Regions from separate parts of the Ovis aries genome. Here region 1 is linked to region 2. Evidence: chromatin contacts called from public Hi-C data. All regions are on one chromosome and are shown on one strand. The core of a region is the stretch at or near the end of the contact, and the rest is flanking DNA. Distances in the headings are between cores, read along the strand shown. Region 1 has its middle 39 kb from the start of TLR10. Region 2 has its middle 260 kb from the start of TBC1D1.

Evidence for each region. A called contact is a pair of places that touch in the nucleus more often than the background predicts.
Region 1: a Hi-C map of tail adipose tissue shows a contact between it and region 2, with 10 times the contacts expected there. The contact joins two enhancer-like sites. A contact is called at or near these places in 11 of 16 Hi-C or Micro-C datasets (blood, hypothalamus, mesenteric adipose tissue and 5 more).

What each region holds. Positions count from the first base shown.
Region 1 is chr6:58,698,645-58,704,358 of ARS-UI_Ramb_v3.0, reverse strand. No RefSeq gene overlaps it. Among named protein-coding and RNA genes, the nearest start is that of TLR10, 39 kb to the left of the region's middle. Within about 2 kb of position 3,043, at least 20 of the 54 cell types and tissues checked have an H3K27ac peak or open chromatin away from gene starts, as enhancers often do.
Region 2 is chr6:58,180,012-58,186,233 of ARS-UI_Ramb_v3.0, reverse strand. No RefSeq gene overlaps it. Among named protein-coding and RNA genes, the nearest start is that of TBC1D1, 260 kb to the right of the region's middle. Within about 2 kb of position 3,008, at least 30 of the 54 cell types and tissues checked have an H3K27ac peak or open chromatin away from gene starts, as enhancers often do.

The DNA of each region.
Region 1 (5,714 bases), core at 1,794-4,293, 520 kb before region 2:
GTTTAAGATATTACTTCATTTATATCTTGTAACTGCTCTGTGAGGTAAGCTCTAGTATTATCACCCTGATTTTACAGATGAGGAAGGTAAGGCACACAGAGGTTTAATAATCTACCCAAAGTCACACAGCAACAGCAGACCAGGGTTTGAACCTAGACTGTCTAAACTCTAGAATCCACACTCTTTACCACTAAGCCATGTTGCTTTCCATTACTCTCATGCAATTGAATCTCGGTAAAACAAGAAAAAGAGTCATCTATCTGAGGGGATCAGAGGTGCTCCAAGAGCCCCCAGGAGACCTCAGGCTCTGAACTCAAGTTCCAGAGTTCTAGCTTTCCCTTTCCAGCAGGGGGCGCCCATAGTCCACATATTCTGGGTTCCCTCTTAAAGCCTGATGCCTCCCCTATTGAGAACCACAACGCATGACCCTTCAGTAGAAGCCCTGATCTTCAATGTTGTGTATCATTCTTGAAGTGTTCTTAGTGCATTGATCAAGGCAATGACCCAATACGTGGAAGTAATCAAGGGAATGATCCAGTGTATTTCTTGGAGGACCTGCAATGGGCATTACTGTTGTTATTTAGTCCTTGAGTCGAGTCTGACTCTTAGTGACCCCAGGGACTGTGGCCGCCAGGCTCCGCTATCCATGGGGATTTCCCAGGGAAGAATACTGGAGGCTCCTCAGTCTAGGGACAGCGACAGGACTGATGGCCCTGGGGATGCAAGTTTCTCCAATATCCTGCTTATTCTCCAGTGCCCAGAGAAGCCCTTGCAGGTTTCAGGGGGACCCTCCTCAGCTCTGCCAAGTCATCCTTTTTCTGTGTATACTTGGATATTAGAAATCTGATTCCAAATTGAATGAGAGAGAAAACACAGAGAAATCCCCCAGGCCAGCCTCCAGGAAGGTGACTGTCTGACACCACTACCTGAGTGACCCTGGACCTTCCCCACCCAGGGATCAAACCCATGTCTTCTGCATTGGCAGGCAGATTCTTTTTTAAAGTTAATTTAAGTGGAGGGTGATTTCTTTACAATATTGTGTGTGGGTTTTGCCACATATTGACATGAATCACCCATAGTGTACATGTGTCCCCCCATCCCGAACCCCCCTCTCACCTCTCTCCCCACCCCATCCGTGTGGGTTGTCCCAGAGCACTGGCTTTGAGTGCCCCGCTTCATACATCGAATTTGCACTGATCACCTATTTTACATATGGTAATATACATGTTTCAATGCTGTTCTCTCAAATCATCCCACCTTCCCCTTCTCCCACATAGTCCAAAAGTCTGTTCTTTTACATCTGTGTCTCTATTGCTGTCTTGCATATAGGGCTGTCGTTACTAAATCCCATATATATGCTTTAATATACTATATTGGTGTTTCTCTCTCTGACTTACTTCAATCTGCAAAATAGGCTCCAGTTTCATCCACTTCATTAGAACTGACTCGAATGCATTCTTTTCTATAGCTGAGTAATATTCCGTTGTGTATATGTATCACAACTTCCTTATCCTTTCATCTGGGAGGCAGAGTCTTTACCACTGAGCCACCAACAGCCCTGTGTGTGTGTTTAGTCACTCAGTCGTGTCTGACTCTCTGCGACCCTATGGACTATAGCCCACCAGGCTCCTCTGTCCATGGGACTCTCCAGGTAAGAATACTAGAGTGGGTTGCCATTTTCTCCTCCAGGGGCATGGATAACCACAAACCCAGCAAACCTGCAAAAACCCCAAGCAGATAAGCCACAAAGACACTTGAGGCAGGGTTTTTTCTTACCACACTCAGCCCCAGCTCTCAGGGTGGCCTTGATCACGTGAGTCCTACCCCACTACTTTAGACTGTTAAGGTGAGAGACCATGCTGTGCAGGCTGCCTCGCCCTTGTGAAACTTGTGCCCAGGTGTTTTCTCTCTAGTGACCTTTGTCACATCCTTTGCAAGAAATTAGCTCCAAGGAACAACTACAGAAAACCAAACTTCAACCTGCACCACGAACAGAAATACCAGGAGATCAGATTTGGCAGAAGTTGTATGTTGGGGAAATAACTCTGAGAGGTCTATCCCCAAGCCAGATGACCCCTCCACCCTCAAAATAATCTGCAGCAAAGATCAGGTGAGGGGCCTCACCTTAACTGGTGGCTTCTCATCTAGGGACAGCAACAGAGTTGGTGGCCCTGGGATGCATGTTTCTCCAACATCCAACACATTCCCCAGCTGCCCCTGAGGAGCCCTCGCAGGTTTCAGGGGGACCTTCAACAGCCCCTCCAAGTCATCCTTTTCTGTGTATATCTTTGTATTAGAATTCTGATTCAAATTGAATGAGGAGGGGAAACACAGAGAGAAATCCCCGAGGCCAGCCTCCAGGGAGGTGACTGTCTAACCCGGGAGATTGCCTGGGTTCAGATTCTAGCATCTGCCTCATAGAGGCTGAGAAACCCTGGGGCAGTTTATTTACCCTTTATCTGCACCATGGTTTTCTCATTTGTGAAATGAAGATAATAAATCCACCTCCTAGGGTCATTGAGCACCTCCAGTGAGTTAAGGCAGGTAAAGATTAAACACAGTGCTTGGCGCCCAGGAAGCCCTCCATCAATCAGTCTGAGCTGCTGTAATGAAACCTAGTCATGCAGACAGCTCTGGGCAAGAAAGTGTCTTGCACTCTTCCACAACTGCAAATTTCACTGGGACCAGGGCAGTTTTTTCTGCTCTGAGTGACACTGGGAGACTGCTTGCCTTTCCCCCAGAACTTAATGCCCCCTCACCTCCTCCAGGCTGCAAACCCCTTCCTTCAAGGTAGTTAACTAGAGGCCATGCGGAAGTTTTCTCTCCTGAAATCAGTTCCTGAGCATTTGCTCTCATGACTAACTGGCTGGAAGCGGAGGTCAGTTGAAGTTCAAGAGGGCCTCTGTTCTGACTTTTACTGCTTATTGATTTGTGGCATTTATAAGCCTGAGCCCTGGGCCTCCAGGGCCAAGACCGCAGGCACAACAATGCCACCCTTCTCCGGTGGCCCTGTTTACCTTCCGGGAGCAGACAGGGTGTGGCCAGAACTTCTGGGGTGGTGAGAGCACAGCACAGGGTGTGGTGAGGATGCAGGGTGTGGCTGCCCAGGACAGGCCCTGGGGAAGGCAACCGGGCAAACCAGCCAGGGCAGCCCAGGTCTGAGTGTGGAGGCCCTGGGGTTACTGCTCTGCTGTGGAGCAATTGTGGGGACTCGCGTTCTCTGCTCCTCAAACATGGCGACTGCAATAATAATACCTGTGCGGGTTGTTCAGTCGTGTCCTGCTCTTTGTGACCCCATGGACTGTAGCCTGCCAGGCTCCTCGGTCTGCGGAATTCTCCAGGCAAGAATACTGGAGTGGGTAGCCATTCCCTTCACCAGGGGATCTTCCTGACCTACTGATTGAACCCGGGTCTCCTGCATTAAAGGTAGATTCTTTACCGTGTGAGCCATCGGGAAAGCAATAATAATGGCATCCCTTTTCTGAGTACTTCTAGCCACATGTGGCACCTGTAGCTCCCTTAATTAAGATTATGGGCTGTGTATGCCTCACAGAATCGCTACCACTAGCTGAATGACCCTGGAGACTTGACTTACCTTTTTCTTCCACAGCGTCCTCACCTGTATGGTGGGGGGTGGGGGGGGGGTGGGGAGGGGGGTGGGCATGGTTAAAGGCACTTTCCTTGAGGGTAGAGCAGGAGGTGCCCAGTTGGCATCACAGCCAAGGTGCTGGAGCCTAGTGGTCCCGGGAAGGGGCAGGTGGAATTAGATCACATGATATCGGAGGAAAGGGATTTATCTTGGTGATTTAGGATGCTGGTTCCATGTAGGAATGCAAAGTTTAGAATCCAGGAAAGAACTGACAGAGAAGGATTTAAAATAAGATTTGATATGAAAGTGCTAACCTTGATCTTGAAATAAAGCAACTGGCAATGGCAGACCCTGAGTAGAGTCCTGAGCATAGAAAACCAGTATCTGACTCATGGAGATCAGTGTGAACAAAGTTGAGATCAACTACAGAAAACATTTTATGGACCATAGAAGGCTTTCAACCAAGTAAATAAAGTATGTGGGGGAAAAAAAGGCACCTTCCTTTTCAGATTGTATGAGGATCAAGTGGAAAGCCCTAGAACAGCCTCTGGCCCCAGGTAATGTTGAGCAAGCATCAGTAATCGCTAATGTAGATTTCGCATGTGTGATTTCATGCCATCTCATGGCAATCCTGTGAGGTAGTGCCTTTACTGAGGAGTGGCTCAGGGCATGCAAAAAGAAGCAAGCAAAACTGGGATTTGATTCTGGGATTATCTGACTCTGAATCCCAAACTCTGGGTCCAAATTGTTGTGCCTCAGTGCTTTTTGTTTACCAACTCCACGTGAAGAGATACTGGTTGAATGCCTTACTATGAGCCAAGGTGTTGTGACCTTTTTTAATCCACTAAAAGTTCCAATAACTCAATTTATAACCACACACAGAGCTCATCCAGCTGGGGACTGCTGGGTCCTGGATCTATCTCTGTGAGCAGAACCTTGGTCTTGCCCACAAAGAGCTCACAGGCCAATCTGCAAACAAAAAAAGCCCCTACGTTGGCACATTTACACGTCTAATGACTCTTTCTGCTTGCAACTCCATCTGGACAATTTCTTTTTTATTTTTAAATCTTGTTTTGACTGTGTTGAGTCTTCCTTTCTCTGCTTGGGCTTTTCTCTAGTTGTGGCTGTTAGGGGCTACTGGACTTCCCTGGTGGCTCAGATGGTAAAGCGTCTGCCTACAATGCAGGAGACCTGGGTTCAATCCCTGGGTTGGGATGAACTCTGGAGAAGGTAATGGCAACCCACGCCAGCTTTCTTGCCTGGAAAATCCCATGGATGGAAGAACCTGGTAGGCTGCAGTCCATGGGGTTTCAAAGAGTTGGACACTGAGCGGCTTCACTTCTCCAGTTGCGGTTCAAGGGCTTCTCATTGTGGTGGCTCCTCTTGTTGTGAAGCATAAGCCCTGCAACTTGCAGGCTTCAGTAGTTGCAGCACATGGGCTCAGAAGTTGCAGCTCTCAGATTCTAGAGCACAGGCTCGATAATTGTGGCTCAGGGGCCACAGGTGTAGAGGCAGCATGTGGATCTCCACATGTGAGATCTTCCCAGACCAGGGATGGAGCCCGTGTCTCCTGCACTGGCACGTGAATTCTTTACATTGAGCCACCAAGGAAGCCCCGCACAATTTCTTGAGCTCCCTTAATCTCTTTTGAGGGCCTTAACTAAACCATTAACCCGTACTTTGCATTAAATTCCCATTTCTAGGTTGAGGTTTTAAATGGACTGTTAAATAGGAAAAGGAAAGAAATTAGAAGAGATATTGGTCACCTATTCCTCAGTCTTCAGTTTATCCTTGAAAGACTAGGAAGATTTGATAAGGTCTTGAGGAAAGGAAAGACCACTGTAGGGTACACATACCTCTGGACATGAGTCTTCTCTAAGTTGTGGGCTTGCTTCCAGATCCTGGAAACGAGGTCAGGAAATGTCACTCACTGAGAAATTAGGTAGAAAGTCATTGATGAGATGGAGTATCAGCAAGTGTTCCCCACTCTACAAGATGTGCTGCAGGGGGAGACTTGAAACACCAAGATCAAACCCTTGCCTTTATGAAACAGATATTTACAGAATACTCTACAGGCACTATGTGAAACAGTGGGGATTTAAGGATGAAGCAAACCCCCAACCCT
Region 2 (6,222 bases), core at 1,759-4,258:
ACATCTCCATGCGCCAGTTCAAGAACACAAGATGTCTTTCAGTACATCTATTTCCTAACAAATCGTCACAATTCCACATTTGATTATACTATTTTGACTTTTAACAAAAAGATTTATGCGTGGCAAAGAAAAGTACACTATTTTTTTCCTCTCTCCTAATTCCTAAACCTCATCGACTTTTAAGATGGAATTAATGTCAGTAATATAAACAGGAAGTGGCTGTCTTTTTAAGTGACTAAATAAAGCCAACCACTTTCTCATTGAGATAGTTTGACAACAGTTTTTAAGTCCTAGAGAAGAACTTGTTTTCCAATTGACTAATTAAAATCCACTTAATCTAATAAAGTAGATTCTCTAGGGACCCCCATAACAGAGAAAATTAATCTGAATTGAGCTATAATATAAACATAGAGTAAACAAACTGCATTTTGTGAGGAGAAAAAGCATGCTATAGGTGGTAATTCTCACTTGTCCACACCAGCTCCGAAACGGACTCCAAGAGCTGTATTTACAGAGACCTCTGCACTCCCTACCCCCCATGCCCCCACTTTGACAGGGAGCCGTCTTCTCCAGTTAGGAACTGGGAAGCCAGATCCCCTTATGATGGCCGGTGATGTTTCTCCTCTGGGAAGACGGCATTCACTTTCCTGCTCCTTCTTCCAGGTCAAAGTGATCTTGTTGTTCTGACACTTCCTCTCCTATCCGGCAGTTTCCCTTTGAAAAATGAGACCATTCAATCCAAAGAGCTTTGCCCGTGCCTTCGAAGGAAGCTTGGGGTGGAGCAGAGACTGACTCTGTCTGGTTGTCCTCCCACACAAGAGGATATGGCACAAAACTCTCTCTCCAGGGACTCTCTGAAGAGTAGCTGACACCAGAGTGCACTGTCATCTGGGCTACGGGGCCTCTGAGTAAGAACATGCTCCTTAGAAAGTCACCTGTATGTGTTATGTATATATGTATCTGCAAAGATACAGCTATGACTATCTCTATATGTTCAAGAAAGAAGCCTCAAATCGAGACCAACAAACGTTTCCCTAGGCCCTCAGTGCCTCAGAGGAACTTGCTTTAATTAATAGATCAGAATAGTTAGTATTTAATGTATCAAATAAATGGATGATAGATACATTGATGGATAGATTGATAGATACATAGATAGATTTGGAAGTCAGACCTAAGTTTATACCAATTCCTGGCTGAAGGAGCCAGTATTGTGCTGTGCTGAGTTGCTCAGTCGTGTTTGACTCTTTGCAACCCCATGGACTGCAGCCTGCCAGTATCCTCTGTCAGGGATTCTCCAGAGAAGAATACTGGAATGGGTTGCCATATCCTCCTCCAAGGTATGTTCCCAACCCGGGGATTGAACCCAGGTCTCCCGCATTGCAGGCAGATTCTTCACCATCTGAGCCACCAGGGAAGCCTGACCCAGTACTGCTGCTGCTGCTAAGTCACTTCAGTCGTGTCTGACTCCATGCGACCCCATAGACAGCAGCCCACCAGGCTCCGCCGTCCCTGGGATTCTCCAGGCAAGAACACTGGAGTGGGTTGCCATTGCCTTCTCCAATACATGAAAGTGAAAAGTGAAAGTGAAGTCGCTCAGTCGTGTCCGACTGCAGCCCACCAGGCTCCTCCGTCCACAGGATTTTCCAGGCAAGAGTACTGAGTTTCCCTAAATCTAAATTTGTGTGTGTGTGTGTGTTCAGTCATGTATAACTCTTTGCGACCCCATAGACTGTAGCCCACCAGGATCTCTATCCATGAAATTTTCCAGGCAAGAAACACTGGAGGGGGTTGCCATATCCTATTCCAGGGCATCTTCCTGACCCAGGGATCAAACCCGAGTCTCTTGCATCTCCTACATTGGCAGGGGGATTCTTTACCACTGTGTCACCTGGGAAGCCCCAAACCTAAATTTACATGTCTGTAAAATTGGTTTGATTACCTCTCTGGTTGGTTTCCAGGCATAAATGAATGAATGCATGTAAAGTACTTATTAAAGTAACTGCCATGAAGTAAGCTTCAATAAGAAGGAACCATCACTGATTTATTTCATTCTTAGTGGAGAACAGTTCATCTGGGGGCATCTTTGAGAGGTCAGGATTTCAGAACTGCAGGGAGACACAGTGGTTTCATGGGAAGGCTCTGATATACCTATGTGTAAATGGATACTTTCTGCAACAATGCACAGCTTAAGTGGGACCTGTCACCTGGTGGTCAGACGTTTCCCAGGTCTTGAGGGTGAGACAGTACTGCCAGAGAACCCAGTTTGATTTCCTGGTTCAAAAATCACACCTGTGAAACTCGATCCAGGTGGGAAATTCTTCTGGCTGCTTCTGCTCAAGCCATGGTTCCTTATCAAGTTATGTCTCTGGGTCACTCTGAGGTCATCTTTTAAATTAATGTGACAGACAAGGAAGGCCACAAAACCTCGCTGCTTAGCCTTCGCCTACAAGTCCATCGCAGCAGCGAGTTGACTGAACACGCACTTGGTACTAGTAGCCTTTTGGTCATCAGTTTCTTTAATCCTCCAGCAAGCCTCCAACAACCCTCCATCAGGGCAGCTGCAGTAATCCCCCTTTAAAGATGAACCATCTCAGGCTTGCAGTGTCCAAGGTCACAGCTGGCAAGTGGAGCAACACTGCAGGTAAGTAGGGAGCTCTTGCCACCCGGCCATGCTTCACAGAAAACCATTCGTCCTGTTCTGCTCTCCCGTGCCACGTGTGTCAATACTGCATCTGAGAACAGAAAGAGGTTTGAAATTCTCATTTTCCTCGCTTGCTAAAGAGAAGCACAGCCTGTTATAAGGCTCTACCTTGCTCTGGCTCTCCAGATTCTTCCTCCAATCCTCTTTATAGAGCACCTCCCTTTACCCCCACAATACCTGCTCGGGATTCTTCCTGGCCCTTCAAAAAACAACTGGCAAAAAGCAACTAGCTTGAATCCCTTTAGTTTGGCTAAGACGCCCCTTTTCAGGGGACCTGGTTGGAGCAAGAGTGCCACCTGCTGGAATGTCTGAGTCACTGCCAACACATGTTCCTTGGGCCAACGTGGGCCGGCAGGCGGAGAGGCTTAAGCCTGGCCAAGGAATCAATCAGTGTTCACAGAAACACCTCAGCAGCGTCCAGGCATCAACTTACTGACACTCAGTGTTTAGTTGTTCAGTGGTATCTGACTCTTTTGTGACCCCGCCAGGCTCCTCTGTCCATGGGATTTCTCAGGCAAGAACACGGGAGTGGGTCGCCATTCCCTTCTCCAGGAGATTCTTCCCCACCCAAGGACTGAACCCGTGTTTCCTGCAGTTGGCAGGCAGGTTTTTTTACCACTGAGCTACCAGGGAAGCCCAGATACTGACACTCAAGGTCTTATTCAAATACAAGTTTGGGACTTTAAGGCTGTGCAGTTCTTGTTTCCAAATAGGGGCTGGGATGAGGGTGGGGCAAGAGGGGCAGGGCCATGCAAGTACAGTACATCCCATCTTTGCGGAAAATTGTGAAACTGTATTCATCATGGATTTTTGCATCTATTTTGACTTTTTAAAGTGCATTAAAATATTACATATCTCGTTACTGAATTGTTTGGCACCCTCTCCTTTATGATTTACACCCACTGCAAAGGTTTCATTTGCCTCATGCTAGTATCGGCCCTGCTGAAGCCTTCTGCAAAAGGATTCAGTTTCCTTTCCGAGCTCTGTCTGTAGGTGAACTACACTCAAAGAGTCTCTAAGCTGAACGCCCACATCAGGGCCAGTCCCCGTGCAGCTCTGTGTCCACACTAGGCTTTTCCAATCCCCAGATCCACAGTCTGAGGTCAGGTGGGGTTGCGGGCAGTTCTTTATCTGTAGTGTGTGGGAGGGTTTCGAATGGGGGATGGTTCTCAAAACACTTGAAATTTTGTGGAAAACTATGCATTTTCTGGGGAGATGGCTTATCACCCTCCTTCATTCTCCAAGGAGGCTTGACCCCATAAAGGATAAGACTCACAACAGCCTTCATCAAAGAGTCTATGCAGGAAAAAGCAACAAGAAATGTCTTCCCACATCTGCCCTGGTAAAATGAATGTCAATCACCTGATCTGTGGTCTATAAACAGTGTTGGGAGACCCTGATACAAAGATTCAAGGGTTCTCAGAGTTTGGAGAAAGGAAAAATTCCTTTCTTGAGAAACTGGAATCTCAGCTGCATGCTGAGAACTGGATAGTCCACGTTGCCCTCTTTAGTTTTCACTCCCTGCTCTGAAAACCTCTCAACCTTGCCATTGTTCTCAGGCAAAGCTCTTTTGCAAGCTCCAGACTCTTCCACCCTCCTGGCATCCTTAACCCATCCTTCAAGATCAACTTTCTCCTCATTCTCAGGCAGGGCTAGGCTCTTACACATTCCCGTTAACCTGCAGATGACTTTTCTAGATTGATTTGCATATTGATCTACCTTGCCCACAAGGTTGTGAGTCCCAGAGGGCAGGAATCCAGTCTTGTTTGTTTCCATACCCCCAGTTCTTGGCAGAGTCAGTGTGTTAAAAAAAAAAAAAAAAGTTAGATGGATGAATAAATAAATAGATCTGTGAATGAATGAACAACACATGCCCTCGCCCAAGCCTTCTTGTGCTGGATGAGGAAAGTGAGACTCCCATAGACACTAGAAGGTCAGTGGGCCTTAGCCGAGCAGGGGCTCCCCCAGGAGCCCCACCAAGACCAGCTGCAGGCCACCCCACCCCCACACCCCAGCTGTGCACTGAGGTCAGAGCCCTTAGCAGTCACTCTAGAGCCAGCCACTTGCCCTGCTTTTCCTTCCTTTTGCTGCTCCTGGTTCAGAGCATGAAGTAGGAAGACAACTAACCAGGGGAATTCAGAGATGAGGAAGCGATCCCTGCAGTGGCCAGCTGTCCCCTTTACAGGGTCTGGAAAACCCGAATCTTCTCCGTGGTTCTCTGCCTTCCCATAGTGAAGACCTAAATGAAAAAACTATTTGACACTTTCAAACTTACTTCAACAGAAGGGGACAGAGTCACATTTCTTGCCCAGAAATACATTGTCCATGAACCTAAACAGCTCGTTTTCCTCTGCTCCCTTTCACCGGAATTAGATTCATCAGAAGTCTGATAAAATCTCTGGACGGATGAGCATCCCAAGCACGGCTGATCCCGACACTGTTCAGAAACTGGAGAGAGAGCTGGGAGGAGGGCGGCCACACCAGCTGCTTCTGCTCCTGCTCTGAAGGCGGACAGGCCTCCCAGGAAAAGCCTGGGCCCAAGCACAGCTGTGGTCGTTACTGAATCTGCAGGCTTGCCACAGACTAGAGAAAAGCTTCAAACAACAGAGCAGACCTTCCCGTGGTCCGCTGAACGGGGCTGGCTTCTCCTTGTGTTTTTATTCCTTCTGGTGGTGATCGCCCCCGCCCACACACAGGGCTTCCTCAGCTCAGGCTGCCTTCCTCAGAGAGCCACAGGAGACCCCTGTAGCCCCCCTACCCCACCCCACATTCTCCCCCAAGAGCTCTCCTCAATGAAACCAAAAAACAAAAAATTCTTTAATACAGGTAAATCCGGAAAGTGTTTCCCTGGTGGCTCAGATGGTAAAGAACCCACCTGCCAATGCGGGAGACCCAGGTTCGATCCCTGGGTGGGGAAGATCCTCTGGGGAAGGAAATGGCAACCCACTCCAGTATTCTTGCTGGGAAATCCCATGGACAGAGGAGGCTGGTGGCCTACAGTCCATGGGGTCACAAAGAGTCAGACAATACTGAGCAATTAAACAACAACAACAATCCAGAAAACACTCTGGGTCTTGAGTCATGACTTTGTAAGCAGCCATTGGGACCTTCTCTCGTCCACTTCTCAGAATCACTGGTCCCTTCTCCGAAGAACACAAAAGCCCACACAGGAAAAGGGAGGGCTGTCCCAAACTTACAGCTGGGAAAAGGGAAATCGTTACTGTTTGTCCTCAAATGTTCACCGGTTCCAAACTCCCCACCTCTTCCTGAAGTCGGGTAGAAACCAGCCACTTGTTCCAACCCCAAGGTTCTCTGTCCTGTGTCTTTTCTGTTGCCCTAGATCTTAGATCTCTTTCTGTTCCCTTTTGTACCTACTAAGTAAGTAATAAATATTGATTGACCGATAGTAGCCTAGAAAGCCTAAAGCCAATGTAAAACCAAGGGCATTTTTATAAAAATAGAAACCATTTAGGAAGTGTTGCTATCAACCAGGCTCTTTATTTAATATTTAATCCTCCCTG